Regions from separate parts of the Macaca mulatta genome. Here region 1 is linked to region 2. Evidence: chromatin contacts called from public Hi-C data. All regions are on one chromosome and are shown on one strand. The core of a region is the stretch at or near the end of the contact, and the rest is flanking DNA. Distances in the headings are between cores, read along the strand shown. Region 1 holds the start of TMEM50B (transmembrane protein 50B). Region 2 holds the start of DONSON (DNA replication fork stabilization factor DONSON).

What was found. A called contact is a pair of places that touch in the nucleus more often than the background predicts.
Region 1: a Hi-C map of CD4 T cells shows a contact between it and region 2, with 2.5 times the contacts expected there. The contact joins the promoter of TMEM50B here to the promoter of DONSON in region 2. A contact is called at or near these places in 2 of 14 Hi-C or Micro-C datasets (CD4 T cells and liver).

Annotation. Positions count from the first base shown.
Region 1 is chr3:13,899,269-13,902,027 of T2T-MMU8v2.0, forward strand. TMEM50B (transmembrane protein 50B) reads left to right here and starts at 1,383. Exons shown (of 7, transcript NM_001266579.1): 1 at 1,383-1,513.
Region 2 is chr3:13,795,579-13,798,358 of T2T-MMU8v2.0, forward strand. DONSON (DNA replication fork stabilization factor DONSON) reads left to right here and starts at 1,459. Exons shown (of 11, transcript XM_015132987.3): 1 at 1,459-2,780. The coding sequence starts at 2,762. It overlaps CRYZL1 (crystallin zeta like 1), which reads left to right. Exons shown (of 13, transcript XM_077995803.1): 12 at 182-231; 13 at 1,459-2,037. The coding sequence ends at 1,473.

The DNA of each region.
Region 1 (2,759 bases), core at 133-2,632, 100 kb after region 2:
ATCCTCTCTTCTGGTGGAACGCCAGCATTGTGACATATTTCAAAAGTAACTTATTCAGCACATATTTATTGAACACCTAGATCCTAGCCCATGTATAAGAGCTATAGGAGAACATTATCCAGGATGGCGTTTTTGGTGATAATTCCATGATGCAAAACCTTTAACTTCATTATACCTCAAGTAAAATGCTTTTTAGATTTCCATTGATAATTACTTGGCTGGGCACAGTGGCTCACGCTTGTAACCCCAGCATTTTGGGAGGCGAAGGCGGGTGGATCACCTGAAGTCAGGAGTTCGAGATCAGCCTGGTGAAATCCCGTCTCTACTAAAAATACAAAAATTAGCCAAGCATGGTGGCGTGCACCTGTAATCCCAGTTACTGGGAAGGCGGAAGTGGAAGGATCGATTGAACGTGGGAGATAAGAGGGTGCAGTGAGCCAAGATCACACCACTACACTCCAGCCTGGACAACACAGCAAGACCCTGTCTCAAAACAAACAAACAAAGCACCCAAAAAACAAAGGTCAACTTTTCCCCAAACAACTAAATGGTTATACGCATTTCTGTAGGAAATTCAGACGGGGCTTCCAAAGGCTGTTAAAGTTATGTTGCAAATCCAAGAGGCTGAAAGATACCTGACTATAAGAAAAACAAACAAACAAACAAAAAGATATCTGACTATAAGAAAGACAAAAAAAAAAAAAAGACAAAAATCTGCGTGAATAGACGGGAAAGCGCCGAACAAAATCAGAAGACTAGTTGTATTGTGAGGATCACCTCGGGTAACCAGCAGTCGCTGAGTAGCCCTGGTTGACTAACTTCAACTTTCTGGGGCTCAATTTCTGAATTGAGGGGATTAGAAAAAGGCATCTCTAAAGACCCTCCGTTTCCTTCGAGAACCCTCCCGAAGCACCTTCCCTACTCTGGGCAGCTCGCAGACAAGGCTGATCGGCCATAGGCGAAGGGAGACCCTGGTCCCCCGAGTCTCGAGTTCCGTCCGCACGTGATCTCACGGTACTGCACTTCAAGTCTGCGTGCAGAAACGCAGCAGTGGGAACCCGGCGGCGGTCGCCCACCCGCAGGGGATAGGAGACGCCTGTCTTACTCTGTCCCCAACCGTAGGTAGTTGGGTCTGGACCCCGGCTCCGGGAGCCCAGCAGAGCAGCGGTCCCCACCCCACGGCTGGGAGCTCGCCCTGCCCCCGGCCGGCCACTTGCTGCACGCGGATTGGTCGCTGAGCAGCGCCCGGCGTCCAGCTGCGCCCAGCCAACGCCCTCTCCCCGCCCCCTCGCGTCCCGCCCCGCCCCCCGCCGGCCACTTGCTGCGCTCCGATTGGTCGCTGCAGTGCGCACGGCGCCTCGCCCCGCCTCAGGGGCGCCCTAGCCTCGCGCCGGCCTACAGCTCCCGGCTCCCGGGGCTGAGGTGGAGCCGGTGGACGCCGGCCGGGCTGTGGCGCAGCAGTGTCCTTTCTGCGCGCGCGCCTGAAGTCGGCGTGAGCGTTTGAGGAAGCTGGGTGAGTCCTGTCTGCGGGTCTCCGGCGCCAGGCAACCCTAGGGGGTTCGCGCCCGCCGCCCGCGCGTAAGGAGGCGCCCTAGTCGGGCCCGACCCGGCCTTCGGGGGGCTGTGGCGCCGCCCAGCCAGGTTTTCCCTGTGCTCGGCGCCGGCCTGCAGACTCGGGCCCGCGGAACCCCCGCCGCCCCTTCTTGCCCCTGCCCGCTTCCCTTCGGGCCGGCCGTGACCGTGGCGCCGCGGCGACCCGCAAGCAGCCCGGAGAGGCCTCCCTGCCGCTCTGTCGCGCCGTCAGGTTGCGTTCCTGGGGAGGGCTGGAGAGGTTCCATCTCGTGCCTTTCACCTTCTCGGGCGGCGGGCAAGGAGGCGACGGTTTTCGGGACGCCCTGCTGCGGCCGCGACGCCCTCCCAGGGCCGGAGCGAGGGGCCCGGGGGAGCTCTAGCCCTTCTTCGCCCCTCTCGTTTGCCCCGAACCATTGCTAGGAAGCTGCCCGTGTTTTCTGCACTTTTCTGATTTCATACTTAACCAGAGTCAAGTACAGAGGCGGGAAGGGAAAGGGAAGGGGAACAACATTCTTTCGAGAATTGTAAGCCTTGGGCCCCGTTAAATAAGTAGCAGCAGAGCATTGTCACTGGAGCAGTGGTAGTCGCGGGTAGGACCGTTTCGGTTTTAGGCCGATAAGCTGGTTAAAGGTACTTAAAACAGTACGTTAGAAGGTGCTGAAATTCTAAAATAAATATGTAACCTTTCAAAACCAAAGCAGTGAGACGGCCTGGGCTAGGCTGCTCCCCGCTGCGCGTGCCTGGGTCGGGGGGTGCGGAGGGGCAGGGAGTGGAGGCCTCTGATGGGACGGGATGGGAGGGAAGTGGCATCTGCATCGTCGCGCTCCAAGACCAGACTTTCTCTTTTCGGAGGATCCCACCTCCCCTCTCAGACTCTTCATCCTACCTGCACTGTGGATCCCTTGACACTTCCAGAGGCTCTGAACTCTCAGGCCGGTCACACTTTTTCATCATTTTGTCTCTTCTCGTCTTTTAAACCTGCATGCATTTCAAACGTAGAGCAAACATTAAACATTTTTTTTTAAACTGAGGATAGTGGTGCAAGACTTCTTTCTTGAAAGGCAAACCAAAAGTTACCTTGAATATTGATCGCGCTGGAAAAGCAGGTTTAATCAGACTGAGGTGGGGACGTATATTTCTTCTTCCAGAGACACAGCCTCCCCACTCGCCACCCCAATCCCTCCTCT
Region 2 (2,780 bases), core at 209-2,708:
CAAATCACTTCCCTGCTGTGGAGCTAAACTTGACGTCCTCCAGAATTTCTCTAACTTAACATGTTGAATCTCTGAGAGTACAAAACTTGAAACAAGAGAAAGTGATCTGCCTGGCATCCTCTGTTTATTGAATGGTTTTATTTAATTCTCCTTTACATTGCCACCTTAACAATCCTTCCAGCTACGTATCTTAAAGGATGTGATGGAGAAGTTATCAACTGGTGTTTTCAGGTACGCTAAAGTAACCAAATCATTGTTGTTTTTCTATTTTCAAGGAGCTAAGGCAGGCAGTCCCACTTTTGTTTTAGCTCTCGCCATGTGCCTGTTGCCTCCATATTTTATTATTAGGTTGGTGCAAACATAATTGTGGTTTTTGCCATTGAAAGTAGTGGCAGAAACTGTAATTACTTTTTTACTGACCTTATATTTCATTTAGATAAATAGCTGCTCTTTAATATTTATCAAAGTGTATCTGGTGGCACACCAGTAGGTACTCCCAGAAATAGAAGTGGCTTGTGAGTTTTCCTCACTCCATTATATAGTGTACCTCACCCTTTGCTTTTCCTCATCACCCCTCCCAAAGCAACTTGAAATAACCAATAGCTTGAAGGAGAGAAAACCATGGTATATTTGTTTAAAGTTGAATGTTTATCACTTATAAAAGAGGGAGTAGGCCGGGCGCAGTGGCTCACCCCTGTAATCTCAGCACTTTGGGAGGCTGAAGCGGGTGGATCACCTGAGGTCAGGAGTTCGAGACCAGCCTGGCCAACATGGCAAAACGCTGTCTCTACTAAAAATACAAAAATTAGCTGAGCCTGGTGGCAAGCACCCATAATTCCAGCTACTGGGGAGGCTGGGACAGGAGAATTGCTTGAACCTGGGAGGTGGAGGTTGCAGTGAGCCAAGATCTCACCTTTGCACTCCAGCCTGGGCAACGAGAGAAACTCCGTCTCAAAAAAAAAGAGGTAGTAAATAAAGAAGATAATTTTTTTTCCTTCAAAACTTAACCACTTTTAACATTGGAAACACTAATGGACAAATTTGTTTGAATTACTTAAAGTAATAGATTTGAGGCTGGGTGCAGTGGCTCATGCCTGTAATCCCAGCACTTTGGGAGGCTGAGGTAGGCGGATCACTTGAGGCCAGGAGTTCAAGACCAGCCTGGCCAACATGGTGAAACCCATCTCTACTAAAAATACAAAAATTAGCCAGGCTTGATGGTGCATACCTGTAATCCCAGCTACTCAGGAGGCTGAAGTATGAGAATCGCTTGAACCTGGGAGGCAGAGGTTGCAGTGAGCTGAGATCGTGCCACTGCACTCCAGCCTGGGCAACAGAGCCAGAGTCTGCCTCAAAAAATTAATAAAGTAATAGATTTGAGCACTAGGATTTGTCATATACCACCCCATTTGTTCTACTTTAACTTGACCTGACATTTCTAATTTCATTCCTTCTCAGACCTCAGTTGGATGAACCCATTCCACTGTATGAGGCAAAAGTTTCCATGGAAGCTGTTCAGAAACATCAAGGAAGAAAAAAGCAAGTTGTTCAATTTTAATTTTCTTCTTTCTCAGACTTCAATCGGATGAACGTATTCCAGTATTTGAAGCCAAAATTTTATTTGGAAATTGTTGAGAAAAACCAAGGAAGAGAAAAGCAAGTTGTATTTTTAAGCACGTTTCCCTGCTAAGACAAGATGCTCAGTTGACACATTTGAAAAGTGTTTGAAAAATTCTTGTGCAAATGATCAAGATAATTCTATAATTAACATCTTAAGGGAATTTTCTAAAGGCCTTTTCATTATTTCTATATATTTTGCCCCTGCTATAAAATTCCTTCCATGAAGAAAACTGCTTTCAGCAAAAGCCACACTACTCTATTGATAAAGCTGTTGCAGGCCTTTGCTAAGCTATCAAAGTAACGTATTAATTTTCTGTCAACTCCGTTCTCAACACCTTCCTTAAGTCTTTGCTGTCATCATTTAAGCATTTGAGTATATTTTGAAGTCTTAAAGGACCTAGCCCATAGGCACTTAAATTTTGTGTTTTCAACTATTCATTCACTCCGGCTTTCCCCAGGATCAAAGAAGAGGATCTCATTAACTTGCCAGTGGCCGCTGCCTGGAAGGCTGAGATGACCAGGCACTGGGAAGGGGGAAGGGAGGTTGTCGGGAGGCTGCGCTGGCATAGGAAGCGTGCTGACGTCTTATCTGAGTTCTCTATTTGGGGGTTGAGGAAGGTGGCCTAGTCCCCTCTCCTTGCCTATTGAGAGCAGCAGCCACTGCCCTCTCTCAAGTTTGTGGAAGCAGCAGCCCATGGCCGCAGCTCAAGTTTGTTTCCTTTTCATCCAGGCGCCAAACCCTGGGCTGATCACATCCCTGCTGCGGGCTTAAATAGCGTTCAGCTATTTCGGTGCCCCACAGGGTAGTGCACATCAGCGCCCTGGATCGCACGCTTTCCAGAAGCGTCGCTGAACCTGGCGATTGGACTCCTGTCGAGGACCCGGCAGAAGCGCCAGGGCAGGGTCACCGCTAGGACAGTGGGAGTTGACGGCCTCCGGGGATCGCGGCCGTGGGCTGGGTCTCGCGGGCTGCCAGCTGCGCATGCTCCGCTAGGAACCGGCGGGGGCGGGGCGGGGCGGGGCGGGGCGGGGCGGGGCCGCGTCGGGGACTGGAGCGAGGCGCGGCGCCACGTCGGGGGCGGGCCCGGCGAGCGCGGGAAGGCTCTGCGGAGCGGCCGGCAGTCCTCAGCCTTCTCGCGTCATGGCCCTATCGGTTCCCT